Regions from separate parts of the Mus musculus genome. Here region 2 is linked to region 1. A link is a contact called in public Hi-C data. All regions are on one chromosome and are shown on one strand. The core of a region is the stretch at or near the end of the contact, and the rest is flanking DNA. Distances in the headings are between cores, read along the strand shown. Region 1 has its middle 83 kb from the start of Gm22633. Region 2 has its middle 44 kb from the start of Gm17644.

Region 1 (7,013 bases), core at 2,358-4,857:
CTCCACTTTGCCAGCTCTGCACAGTAACATATAATTCTAGGTTAGAATATGAAAAGAAGCTCAGCCTGTTCTTAAGAAGCATTAAAGTGGGGAAAAGAGAAGAGTTAGTGAAACTTAGTTCACAATACTTACATTATCTTTATCTGTCTAAGTAAACCTCCTACATATATCTTCTACATGTATCAGTGTGACAGTAATTAGATGAGAGAAGTTCTGAGAGTGTTTTGTCACCCCACTGCCAACTCACACATGATGTCATAAATTAGGTTAAGTTTAAAGTACAAAGTGCAGCAGTTAGTTGTGTGAAGCTCCTTAGTGAGTGGTGTTTTGAGTAACCCTCCCCGACATATGCAGCTGCAGCACCTGAGCTATAAGAACCAATATTTGACTCCTTGTCAGTATGACCTGTGATGGATAATTCTTCCCGGTAAAGAATAACTACTTTATAACTTGTTCTGAGTCAAGGTTTCACTCCATCTGGTACATTTATTGCATCGGCTCTTCTCCATTTTTAAAAAGCAATCTCTGTGGAGGGGTTAGTACCTGCTACCACAGATGGCCTGCCTGAAAGACTAGGCAACCTGTGAGAAGCACCTGAAAAAATGTTCAACATCCTTAATCATCAGGGAAATGCAAATAAAAACAACCTTGAGATTCCACCTCACACCAGTCAGAATGGCTAAGATCAAAAATTCAGGTGACAGAAGATGCTAGCAAGGATGTGGAGAAAGAGGAACACTCCTCCACTGCTGGTGGGATTGCAAGCTTGTATGACCACTCTGGAAGTCAGTGTGGAGGTTCCTCAGAAAATTTGACATAATACTACCGGAAGATCCAGCAATACCTCTCCTGGGTATATATCCAGAAGAAGTTCCAACTGGTAATAAGAACACATGTTCCACTATGTTCATAGCAGCCTTATTTATAATAGCCAGAAGCTGGAAAGAACCCAGATGTCCCTCAACAGAAGAATGGACACAAAAAATGGGGTACATTTACACAATGGAGTAATACTCAGCTATTAAAAACAATGGATTTATGAAATTCTTGGACAAGTGGATGTATCTGGAAGATATCATCCTTAGTGAGGTAACCCAATCACAAAAGATATGTACTCACTGATAAGTGGATATTAGCCCAGAAACTTTGAATATCCAAGATACAATTTGCAAAACACAAGAAAATCAAGAAGAGGGAAGACCAATGGGTGGATACTTCATTCCTCCTTAGAATAGGGAACAAAATACTCATGAAAGGAGTTACAGAGACAAAGTTTAGAGCTAAGATGAAAGGATGGACTATCCAGAGACTACCCCACCCGGGGATCCATCCCATAATAAGCCACCAAACCCAGAAACTATTGCATATACCAGAAAGATTTTGCTGAAGGAACCCTGTTATACCTGTCTCGTATGAGGCTATGCCAGTACCTGGCAAATACAGAAGTGGATGCACACAGTCATCTATAAGATGGAACACAGGGCCCCCAGTGGAGAAGCTAGAGAAAGCACCCAAGGAGCTGAAGGGATCTGCAACCCTATAGGTGGAACAACAATATGAACTAACCAGTACCCCCAGAGCTCATATCTCTAGCTGCACATGTAGCAGAAGATGGCCTAGCCGGCCATCACTGGGAAGAGAGGCCCCTTGTTATTGCAAACCTTATATACTTCAGTACAAGGAAATACCAGGGCCAAGAAGTGGGAGTGGGTGGGTAGGAGAGCAGGTCAGAAGGAGGGTATAGGGAAATTTCGGGATAGCATTTGAGAGACGAAAGGATGGACCATCTAGAGACTGCCAGACCCAGGGATTCATCCCATAATCAGCCTCCAGACACTGACACCATTGCATACACTAGCAAGATTTTTGTTGAAAAGACCCAGATATAGCTGTCCCTTGTGAGGCTATGCCAGGGCCTAGCAAACACAGAAGTGGATGCTCACAGTCAGCTATTGGATGGATCACAGGGCCCCCAATGGAGGAGCTAGAGAAAGTACCCAAGGAGCTAAAGGAGTCTGCAACCCTAGAGGTGGAACAACAATATGAACTAACCAGTACCCCCCCAGAGCTCGTGTCTCTAGCTGCATATGTATCAGAAGATGGACTAGTCGGCCATCATTGGGAAGAGAGGCCCATTGGTCTAGCAAACTTTATATGCTTTAGTACAGGGGAACACCAGGCCCAAGAAGTGGGAGTGGGTGGGTAGGGGAGTGGGGGGGATGGTATGGGGGACTTTTGGTATAGCATTGGAAATGTAAATGAAGAAAATACCTAATTAAAAAAATTTTTTTAAAATCACAATAAGATGCAAATAAAACAGGATTAAAAAAAAAAAAAGACTAGGCAGCCTGGTTGAAAAGTCAACAGTCAACAGACTCTTTTTAGCTTGATAGGTAAGTAGGTATTGACAAGCCCTTTACAAGCCAATACATAGAAAATATAACAAATCTCCTATGATAGGTGCTGCCTTTGCCTTTTGGGGATGTGTACTTTCTTCTGTCCAAGCATCTTGACCCATGTCAAAGAGGAGCAGAATTAAACTCCCTCTCTGTGGCATTCAAATCTGATATGGGAAGCACGGGACACATGCTAGATTACACACTTCCCCAGGGTTCGCCACCATGAACTAGGAGGTACGAACATTGCCTGTCTTTGGGTATTAAAATCATATCTAACACTGACAAACACAGTCTCTTCAGAGGGAGGAAGACCAAGCCCCTCTCTACAGGGAGTGTGAAGCCATATAAACCCAGGAAGAGAAAAAAACTCTGACTTTGTTTGAGGACCAAGATTAGCTCTGCCACTACCCTCTTTGGGTCTAACAGAATCCCTGGCCCCATTTTTGGTATTTTTCCCTGATTTGCTTTGTGGAAACAAGAGCTATACATCAGTTATCACATGAAGCAGCATATGTGAAGACAGTTGCATAAAGGAATCATTAACTCATCCCACTATTGAAAATTAATATCACCAGAAGTAATTCTTCTTATAGTATCAAACATTAAAGTCCTTTCAAGTCTCCATAGAATGTTGAGAAGGGAAAAAATGAAAACCTCAGAATGGAAACCTCTAGCTGAGCATTAAAATGAGAATGTGGAAGCAAACAGACTGCATCATTTCTTTTGCATTATTTCTGCCACTTGGAGCCAAGAATATGGAGCTGAATCAATATGTGCACACTCCCTAAGTCCTGGAAACATGGACCAAGGAAAAGCTATAGCACAGGGTTCTCTGGGTAAGCACCACAGCATGTGCCTACATATTAAATTGAAAACTACCCTTAACAAGTCTGTCATAGTTATTATTTTCTCTATAATTCACTTGGGTTTTGGTACTTAAACAAGCCATTCAGTGTTTAACTGAAGACAGATTCTGGTCACCACCTTTCCCATGTATATAAAAACAAATCCAATTCTTTGTAGAACTTTTCTGTGATTCATCCTCTCTTCTGGCAATGCCTCAAAGTCTATGACCTTGCTTGAGACTTCTGATGTGTCACAACTCACTACAAATTCACAAAAGACCCAGACAATCAGCCAGCAGTTTACAGTGTCATCAGGGAAAACCCTGTGGAGTGTTATGGGAACCATGGGGAGGAGGCAGCGGTCTTCTGGAATGCAGGGAAGGTCCAAGAAGGCCTGTGACAGCTGCATCTTCCTGTGACAGCAGGAGCAGTGCAGTGCCCTTCCCCAACTTTCAATTTCTCTTCCCTTTCTTATCTCCATTTGAAACTGGGGACCCTTGGAGTATTGCATGACTCCTCTGTGCCAAGAATTGGAATCAGAAAGTATTGACTTAAAGTCCAAGAGCAGGTAAGGAAAGCTGCGGCATGAAAACCACATTTTATAGAAAACTGGAACCGGATGAAACAATATGCAAAGCAAGATGACCAGAAGAGAGAATGTCTGTTTTATATTCCTGCGTAGCATTTACATTTTTTGTTCCAAAACCACTTTTTAAACATTATTAATTCTGAAGGTATCGCATAGGTCCAGGAACAGTGCCAGCTTTTCGGGGCATGGAGCTGTGAAGCTCCACTATGCAGGTTTTTAATCATTTCAATTCCAACATTAACTTTCCACAGACTGTTCACGTTAGTGACTGCTAATTAACATTAGCTGATCGGGGAAAGGCAGGTTTACAGATGATCATGTTGTTTTCAAGCACAAGCCCTTAAAAAAAGTTTAATGGTGGAAACAAAAGGCATCTAAGAACAGAAGCTTCTGGAAGAACATCTTGTTCTTGCCTCTCCTGGGTCATGCCTTCCTGTCTGGCCTTCTGTTTAAGAGCCATGTTTCTGAAGACATAACTGTGGACAGTTTTGCCCGTGGCTGTGAGGTGATTGGAGATGCAAGCTCTGGCACAACACTTGATCTTTGACCTCTTGGTGCTTGGCTTCTTGCCAATAGTAACTGGCAAGTAGTGTGATGGTGGTCAATCTCAGGCACCAGAGTGCTGCTGCAGAGGAGCCATTACTGTTCTTCACAACAGCAGCTTTGCATCAAGAGCAGTGAGGAGGACCAGAATCAGCACACCTCAGGGGTCACAAACCCATTTCCTTTCATGATGTCAGTAACAAGCATGGGCAACAGCAGAAATCCGCCATGTTTACTTTCCCCAAAGCAATAAATGTGCACGTGTGCATATGCTACCAAAGCTGAACTAGGGACCAATGGAGCAAGCTCATGCTAGGGCCTTCAGCCTTTATATTTTTGTTGTTTTAAGGCTAGAAAGATAAAACCATCAGGATGGCTCAGTGTAAAAAGCACTTGTGTTAACCCTCAGAACTTACTTAAGAGCTGGGCAGGCATTACAGATGCTTATACTAGTTGTATTGGTAAGTTCTGAGTTCAAGTGGGAGACCCTGCCTCAGTAAAGAAAGAAAGATTCCTGGCATCAGTTTGAGGCCTCTGTATTCACAATACATATACATATACCCACACATATACACATGTAAGCCCACCTACATGTGACCACACAGACATACACATATTATATGCACATACACAAAAAGTAAAATAAAGGCCAGAAAAGTTTGCTACATATACTGAGTGAATATTCCTAGTTTCAGTTATTTTTGTTCATTGCCTTTTCATCTGGGACATTATTAAAACATTCTTTGCTACATGCAATAATTTCAGGGTTGCCACTTTACAAAGAGGAGTCTAAGTGATATCTAAAAGTGACTCCCATTTCTGCTAATTCTAAACATTACCCATATATGTTAAGTTCACTCTGTGGTCAAAGAAAGGGTAAATCGCCATGCCTTGTTACACAAATTCCTGGAAGAATGGTGCATGCACAAATTGTTTCTGTGATACCATATGAGCAAAGAATGAGAAGAAAGTGGTAAGAACAGAAATGGACAGACCTAAGGTGGAGGGAGTATCGTAGAAGGATGAGAAAAAGGAAACAAAATAAAGAACAAATAGGAGCAAACTCAGTTATCCATACAAGACTTACAAGAAACGAAGATCAAGGTGAAGGGATATTTCTGTATAGGAGGAAAGAGCCTATAGGACCTGATTAGCTCTCGAAAACAGAAAAGCTTCCAACATCATCTCTAAGTTGCTTTCTGCTAAAACCTGTATTTAAGTATCCTGCAGAAGGCTGGCTTTATTTAAATTCATTGTAGTCATCTTTGCCCAGTCACCCTTGCATGCCCAAAACAGTTGCAGGTACTATGCATATACTCTGTACCTCTGCCTCTCACACATGCTCTCTTCCTAGTATCTACTTGGTATGGAACAGAGTAAATGAAGTCCTGAGGAAAGGTTACATAGTTGACATACACATGGTCATGCAAAGAACCTCAGAGCCTCAGACACACTGAGGCATGGCAAAGCCTACCCTGTGAGGTGATACACACAGGGAAATGGCAAAAACCTTTCCCTAGGGACCCAATATTAGTGTTGGCTCTGTGGGCAGAAAACAAACATCATAGCCTTTTGTCTCCAGATATCTGTGGCCTAAAGATTGCTCTAATACATAGATGGTTCCTACTGAGATTAGCTAAACCTAACTGTTTGATCCAGACATACACTATAAACCCTGTCTGCTCATTTATCTATATTAATAACACCAGACATCTTGCTCAGCTGCATGTAATAACACCCACCCCTCTGTTCAACTGTACATAATAAAGTTTCTGAGTGCTGTGATTTTTCCAGCAGTGAGCCAGACCTCTTGATCCCAGCTTTCTGGCTGACTTTCTGTGATTTTCTTTGTTCCCTCACTGCCCCAGTCATTTCTGTCACTGGAGGCCTTGAATAAGTATGGCACTATTCTTTGGAACATACCATTTGTTGCTAAAGCCTAGGCAAGGCTTCAGTAGATGGTTAGGACAGGACAGACATGTCCACTTTCTTTTATTACAGGATCACATGACTTGTTTGGCAGTCACTGTGTGACTGAATTATGACATATACATATTTCTAGTGTCAACTCTTTGTAGACAAATTGCTGAAAATGTTTGATAATCTTCCATCAAGATTAAGCTGAAACACTCTTAGGGTTAGTGCCAACTGTGGTTTCTGGTTGACACTGCTTGGTAATACCACGAAGGGTCTTTGTTTGCTTGCTTAATAACATTAAGCTTTTTTTTTTTTTTTCAAAAGCTTTCTAAAAGGCTTGCTTGAATTCAAAAGAGCTTCAAATACTTCAAATGAGCTGTACATAATATCATTTCTTTTTTGTTTTGGTTTGGGTTTTTTTTGTTTTGTTTGTTTGTTTGTTTGTTTTTCGAGACAGGGTTTCTCTGTGTAGCCCTGGCTGTCCTGGAACTCACTTTGTAGACCAGGCTGGCCTCGAACTCAGAAATCTGCCTGCCTCTGCCTCCCAAGTCCTGGGATTAAAGGTGTGCGCCACCACTCCCCGGCTTCATAATACCATTTCTAACAGGAACAGAAATAATGGCTTCAGAATCTCCAATTCAGAATTTCACTTATTCTATTCACTACTGAGACTTGAGTATGTGAGTATAGCTACTAAAGTTCAGCTTCACTAAAGTATTT
Region 2 (7,013 bases), core at 2,100-4,599, 330 kb after region 1:
AAAACTATATATAGCTCAGCACACATAACATATTCTTAACATCCTCCACTTAGACTGAACAATTTTGGCTCCTTTTGCTACCCATAATGTCACACCCCAGTAACTAGAAGAGCACCCAAGTCTGTTCCTTAAAGTAATATATGTCTTATGACATTGTGAGACATGATTCCTGCTGCTTCTTGTCATCCAAAGGAGGAGAGAGTTGGAGAGCGCTCAACAGTTTATAGAAAGCTTTATTTAGAAGGGAAATAATTTTTTCCTTTTGTGTTGTGGATGAGTGAACTACTTAAAAATGTCTAGGATTTGGAAAGGATTCCCAAACTTTTTGACAAAACACCAGACATAAGGGAGTTAAAGATATTCCGTTACAGGTGTCCAGTACAGTATAAAAACAAACACTATGGCTCTGGACTTGCGTTTGCTGCCCTTTAAAGGGACAGTGTTAGCTGGCAATTCTGTGTAACCCCTCCAAAGCTCTTCCTCTGTGTGACTTGTAGGTTTCTTAGTCATAATGATGTCACCACATATTTTCGCTCTAAATTCTCAAACTCACAAGCAATATTAAACCATAAGATTTTCTCACTCCACCCAAGAAGAAACTATGATTCAGCTCACTTGTTAAAAAAAATTATTTTGTTCAGGTTTTACCCTACTCAGTGTCTCAGTGTCTCTGTTATTACATTTTTCTCCGGAAACGCAAGGAGCTCCTCAGAGTCCCAAGACTTTTGTTTTTCCACAAAACATTCAATGACAGACTTGGTTTTTACATTCTTATAGGATTTGATCTTGTTTTGTCTTTTCTGTGATTAAACTTACAGTAAATGTAAAACCTGGAACTCTGACGTGACGCCCACCTACGGCACTGCCAGACCAGCACCCTACTCTCTAACTGTTGAGCAACTCCAACTTCAGGGACCATGAGGAATGTAGACATAAGCCTGCCCGACCACTAAATACTTACAGTTGATTGGTCCAGAAGGAGACACCTGACCCCAAAGCAGCTAATCAAATTACTTCCACTGGGCATTTTGAAATGACTCGAACACTGAGGATTTCTCTTTCTCAAGTAGTAGATACACACAGTGATACATTCCAGCACACCTCGGTTTTTAGTGAGCTTGTTCCCTGCTCCATAGAGGAACATCAGAGCCTAAAACTAGGTGAAGGGGGGGGCGGGGGGGGGGGAGGAAGTAGAGAAGGAGGAGGGGGAGGAGGAGAAGGGGAGGACAAGAGAAGAAAGGGAAAAAAGAAAAGACTAGAAAGACAATAAAAGACTAAGTATTCGGGTCTCTGGCTCCTGTTGCTCCCAAAACAAGGTATTTCTTCATCCACCTTGAGATTTTAGCCTTTGGTAAAGGCTCCTTCCTGGTGCAAACACTTCATAATGGCTTGTCACTCACTATGCATACTCAGTAATGTTTGGGGCCAATTCCTAAATGTATGTTTTAAAATCTGAAAACTGATCAAAACAGAAACTGAATTCTCTACAATGGTGTGCATTTTCATCTACATATTAGTGAAAGGAAAGGTTATGGACAAATTCCAGAATTTTCCAGTATTCTAGTTCCTTTTACCCCTACCTTCAAAATTCTGCATCTTACAATAATGACCAAGAACTCGACAGTCAGCTGTATTTTCTGTTTTCCCAGAGCTGCCAGGCACATAAGAGGAGATTAAACCCATTCCCAAGCATGTCCCCTCCTGGCAGTACAAACTCAGAAGTCACAGCTTTAATGATACACCTAATGGCAGTCTGGTGTTAGATTGAAACATTAATTTAAGTGCAGAAAGTACCTGCTCAAAATTCAGGCTTTTAAATTGGTTTAAACCATCAGCTGTACATTGCCTGTTTCTACCCAAAATATTTCTATTTATTTTCCCCTGCCCAACAATTTATATTGACAGATGTCTTGACCTAATGAAAAGCTGTAAAGACTCTGACAATAAAACTCTATCTAACCTTCATACCAACCCAGAAATTGTAAGCACTATAGCACATTCTGAGCACTGAGTGCCGAGAGAATGTTGACAGAGATTTCAGAAAGAATTGCTGAAATCATGGCCCTTTAAGTATTTTGTCCTGTCTGTGTGAAGACTCAAGGTAGATTCTTTCAACTTGTTGTTCCTGTCTTGGCCTCGGCAGTGTCAAGGGTCTGGACCGCTTGTCTCAGAGGGTGTCCTACAGTTGTCTGATCTCTTCCTTGGGGTGAAATACAGGTTGAGCAGTGAAAGCCGTACTGTCTTGGTGCTCCTGTGTGATACTGCTTTCAAGAGGATCTATTCCAAGCCACTACGGTGATGTATCTGATGCCTTGGTGAATGTAGCTTCTGTCAGCTCTCCCATTTAAAGGCCTACTCACTTCTTTGTAATTAATGCGTGCTTTTAAGCTCAACTGCTTATCATTGTTTGAACCAAACGATATACTTGTGCCTGTAAACAGCAATTTTCCCATTCTGGTCCACATTTAATTAGCTGGGATTTTTCCTGAAGCACTTTGTATCCTTCCCTTTCCCCTTAGCTTTTGTTATTGCTATATCAGTATTGATAGACAGATCCCCTTTAACTAGCTGACTCATTTGATGCTCGACTTGGGCCAGCTTGGGTCAGTGCATGCTCCTGAAAGCTCATGCTGTGCCCCTTCAACATACCCATGCTCTTCTTACAAGATGTGTGGTGTTCACCTTAATGGCTTCATCTGCAACTTGGAACCAGCTTCGGTTTTGGTCTTGGTGCCGGAAGGGGGGGGGGGGGCGGGAGGGGGCTCCACCAGGAAGGATGTTAAAGGCTAAGGTGGCTTTGCTGAAAGTGCTCATCTTTTCTTGACCATTCTTGCTTTAAGGCCTTGCAGCAGGGCAGGCTATAAAGTGGATTTTTTTGAATGAAAATTCAACTTACACCTCTTGAAACTCCTGTCCAGATTTTTCTTCATTCCACCACACATGTATAGCTCCGTTTGTCCCGCTTCTCTTATATTGTGGAACAGTTTCCTCAGAGATTGAAATAGTTCACCCTGGAGGGAAACTCTTTAAACAGAAAGAAGATAAACTACTCAAAATAGCTTCAGGATGTCCCTGAAGCAGACCAGATTCACTAGGCCCTGCCAGAGCAAGCAATAAAAGCTAAGAGTCCTTCTCAGAGCAGATAAGCTTCAAAGAACACTCTTGAGACCAGACCAGCTGTCTGGAAAAAGCAGAAACCAGCCAAACTGCCTGGAAGTGGTTTTAGAGCCACTGAGTCACTTGAAAAGGATGCTTTCCAACCAGATGAGCCGCCTTCAGGATGTGCAACATGCTCCAGGTTTCCAGCTGCTGTGAGAAGTCACCAGCGCTAGGGTGGGTTTAAGTGATGCGGCTGTCTCTGAGTCATATCTGCTACTGTAAGAAACTCCTCAATTCTTGTAAGTAACCACAACGAAACTCACTGACTAACCAAGTTGGACTTTACTGGTGTCTGAAAGACTCTAGCTAGTCCAGACATGGCAAACATGGCTCTGGCAGGCCTTGTTCTTCTCCCCCATTTCCTCTGACTTGCTAAAAACCATTAGGCTGCATTCATAAAGGTGGCCACCAAGGTCTATTCCATGATTTGGCCATTTCCTCCTTCTGAGGCTGACTACCAAGGCCCAGCTATCAAAGTACTGAAGTCAAGCAATAAAAAGCACCCTTTATCTCACCTAATTAACATGCCCAATTAAAATTAAACAACTCATCCTTACACAGGGTTTCCCCCTTCACCTTTATGAACCACCATTTTCCTGTGTGTCTCCTTTCTATCCAGAGGCAGTCCCACACTCTGGGACAAATGCCCCTGCCCCATCTCCCTTGTTTCCTTCCCCTTCTTCCTCAGTCTCTATCTCCTGTCTTGGTCTCTTATTCCCTGCCCTCTGTTCCTCTGGGTCAAATACGATTTGTGCTGAGAACTTAGTCTGAGATCCTGAGCCATACCCATCTCTTACAATATCTATACTTTGGTCTGTTATGGGTTTCCTATCTGAACTAAGTAGACATATGGTTTCACCTCCCAGAAAAAGTTTTGTCACACAACAATTTCCTATTGCTGTAATAAAGACCACAGCCAAGCATCATGTGCAGTGGCACACAGCTTTAATCCCAGCATGTGGGAGGCAGAGACAGGTGTATCTCTGTGAGTTCAAGGCCAGCCTAGTCTATTTAGTGAGTTCTAGGACAGCCAGAACAAGATATTGAAACTCTATTTCAGAAAAAAAAAGGCAAAAAAAAGGGGGGGGGGAGTTTATGTGGCTTATACTTCTATTATCACTGAGAGAAGTCAGGGCAGGAACTCAAGGCAGAAATGTGGAGGCAGGAGCTGGCACATAGGCTACAGGGGAGTGCAGCTTATTGGCTTGTTCCTCATGATTTGCTGAGATTGCTCAGCTTGCTTTCAAATAGCACCCTGTGCTGTGCACTGTGGGGCAGCATTACCTATATCAATGGTTAACCAAGAAAATGTCCAAAGACTTAACATACTTTTCAATTCTTCTCTTATAATTTTCCCATCTAGCAAGAAAAAGTCAAGGAGGGCACTGTGCATCCTACGTAATCATGGCATCACTTGAAGATGTAATTAGTCTCAGTTACATACCACAACTTCCTAATTCTTTTAGTTTGTATCTGTGTGAGGTCAGCATACACATGTCCATCAGAGGACATCCATGAGACATCAGTCCTTACCTTGTTCTTTGTTTCAGACAGGATCTTTTCTGTTTTATCAATGAATATACCAGGAGAGCACACAGGATTCTCTAGCGTCTGTGTTCCCTCTCACCATGGGATCACAAAGTTTTCAGAGGGCACCACTATGCCCACTTTGACACAGGTTGTGGGCATTCAAATCATGTCTTCAAACTTCCACAAGAGCTTATCTCTCTGAAACATCTCTCCAGTCCCTTATCCTTAAATTCTTAATTTTTAACCTATCATTCTTCTAGCTAAATTAAACATTTACGCAGCTCTTTAAGGGAACTCTATGTTTTTTGAGAATGGGACATATCCGTGATTTTTTTTTTTGGAGGGAGGGGGCATGTTTTAGTTCTGAAATTTTAAATCTCATTATCCTCTTACTGAATTTATTCTAGATATCTTACAATTATATTTATAATGTTGGGGAATAAAGTGTTATAGTATTCCCTTTTGGGCTAAAGTATAAATCAGCATGCCTATTTTGGAAAGGGCCATTTTGCTAAAGTATCTCATAACTCAATACGTTTTTGTTTTGTTTTGTTTTTTGTATTAGATATTTTCTTCATTTACATTTCTAATGCTATCCCCTTTCCTAGTTTCCTCTCGAAAAGTCTCCAATACCCTCTCCCTGCCCTGCTCCCTAACCCACCCACTCCTGCTTCCTGGCCCTGGCATTCCCCTGTACTGGGGCATGTAAAGTTTGCTAGACCAAGGGCCTCTTCTCCCATTGATGGCTGACTAGGCCATCCTCTGCTACATATGCAACTAGAGACACAGCTCTGGGGGTACTGGTTAGTTCATATTGTTGTTCCACCTCTAGGGTTGCAGACCCCTTTAGCTCCTTGGGTACTTTCTCTAGCTCCTTCATTGAGGGCCCTGTTCCATCCAATAGATGACTGTGAGCCTCCACTTATGTATTTGCCAGGCACTGGCATAGCCTCAGAAGAGATAGTTATATCAGGGTCCTGTCAGCAAAATCTTCCTGGCATATGCAAAAGTGTCCCCATTCTAAAAAAGAACAAAGTATCCACAATTTGATCTTCCTTCTTCTTGAGTTTCATGTGTTTTGCAAATTGTATCTTGGGTATTCTAAGTTTCTGGGCTAATATCCACTTATCACTGAGTACATATCATGTGTGCTCTTTTGCGACTGGATTACCTAACTCAGGATGATATCCTCCAGATCCATCCATCTGCCTAAGAATTTCATAAATTCATTGTTTTAAATAGCTGAGTAGTACTCCATTGTGTAAATGTACCACATTTTCTGTATCCATTCCTCTGTTAAGGGACATCTGTGTTCTTTCTAGCTTCTGGCTATTATAAATTAGGCTGCTATGAACATAGTGGAGCATGTGTCCTTATTACAAGTTAGAACATTTTCTGGGTATATGTTCTGGAGAGGTATTGCTGGATCTTCTGGTAGTACTATGTCCAGTTTTCTGAGGAACTGCCAGACTGGCTATACCAGCTTTCAATACCACCAGGAATGGAGGAGTGTTCCTCTTCCTCCACATCCTCACCAGAATATGCTGTCACCTGAATTTTTGATCTTAGTCATTCTGACTGGTGTGAGGTAGAAACTCAGGGTTGTTTTAATTTGCATTCCGCTGATGATTAAAGATGTTGAACATTTTTTCAGGTGCTTCTCAGCCATTCTGTATACCTCAGTATAGAATTCTTTGTTTAGCTCTGTACTTCATTTTTAATAGGGTTTTTTGATTTTCTGGAGTCCAACATCTTGAGTTCTTTGTATATATTGGATATTAGTCCACTATCAGATTTAGGATTGGTAAAGATCCTCTCCCAATCTATTGGTAGCCTTTTTGTCTTATTAACAGTATCTTTAGCTGTACAGAAGCTTTGCAATTTTATGAGGTCCCATTTGTCGATTCACGATCTTATAGCACAAGCCAATGCTGTTCTGTTTAGGAATTTTTTCCCTGTGCCCATATCTTCGAGGCTTTTCCCCACTTTCTCCTCTATAAGTTTCAGTGTCTCTGGTTTTATGTGGAGGTCCTTGATTCACTTAGACTTGAGCTTTGTACAAAGAGATGAGAATGGATCAATTCTGGCTGGGGAAATGGCTGAGCAGTTAGGAGCACTGACTGCACTTCTGAAGGTCCTGAGTTCAAATCCCAGCAACCACATAGTGGCTTACAACCACACGGAACAAGATCTGACACCCTCTTCTGGAGTGTCTGAAAACAGCTACAGTGTACTTACATATAATAAAGTTTGAGTTATTTTTATATTCAGCTATTGCACTGAAGCTGTTTACCAGGCTTAGGAGTTCTCTGGTGGAATTTTTA

Evidence for each region. A called contact is a pair of places that touch in the nucleus more often than the background predicts.
Region 2: a contact with region 1 is called in a Hi-C map of myocytes, with 1.8 times the contacts expected there. The contact joins two enhancer-like sites. A contact is called at or near these places in 5 of 484 Hi-C or Micro-C datasets (adipose-derived mesenchymal stem cells, cerebral cortex, embryonic fibroblasts and 2 more) and 1 of 115 datasets of contacts at active chromatin or transcription factors (embryonic fibroblasts).

The regions. Positions count from the first base shown.
Region 1 is chr1:12,288,419-12,295,431 of GRCm38.p6, forward strand. No RefSeq gene overlaps it. Among named protein-coding and RNA genes, the nearest start is that of Gm22633, 83 kb to the right of the region's middle. Within about 2 kb of position 3,608, at least 14 of the 459 cell types and tissues checked have an H3K27ac peak or open chromatin away from gene starts, as enhancers often do. A contact at or near this core is called in muscle stem cells and myocytes, where this site is marked.
Region 2 is chr1:12,620,087-12,627,099 of GRCm38.p6, forward strand. No RefSeq gene overlaps it. Among named protein-coding and RNA genes, the nearest start is that of Gm17644, 44 kb to the right of the region's middle. Within about 2 kb of position 3,350, at least 26 of the 459 cell types and tissues checked have an H3K27ac peak or open chromatin away from gene starts, as enhancers often do. A contact at or near this core is called in muscle stem cells and myocytes, where this site is marked.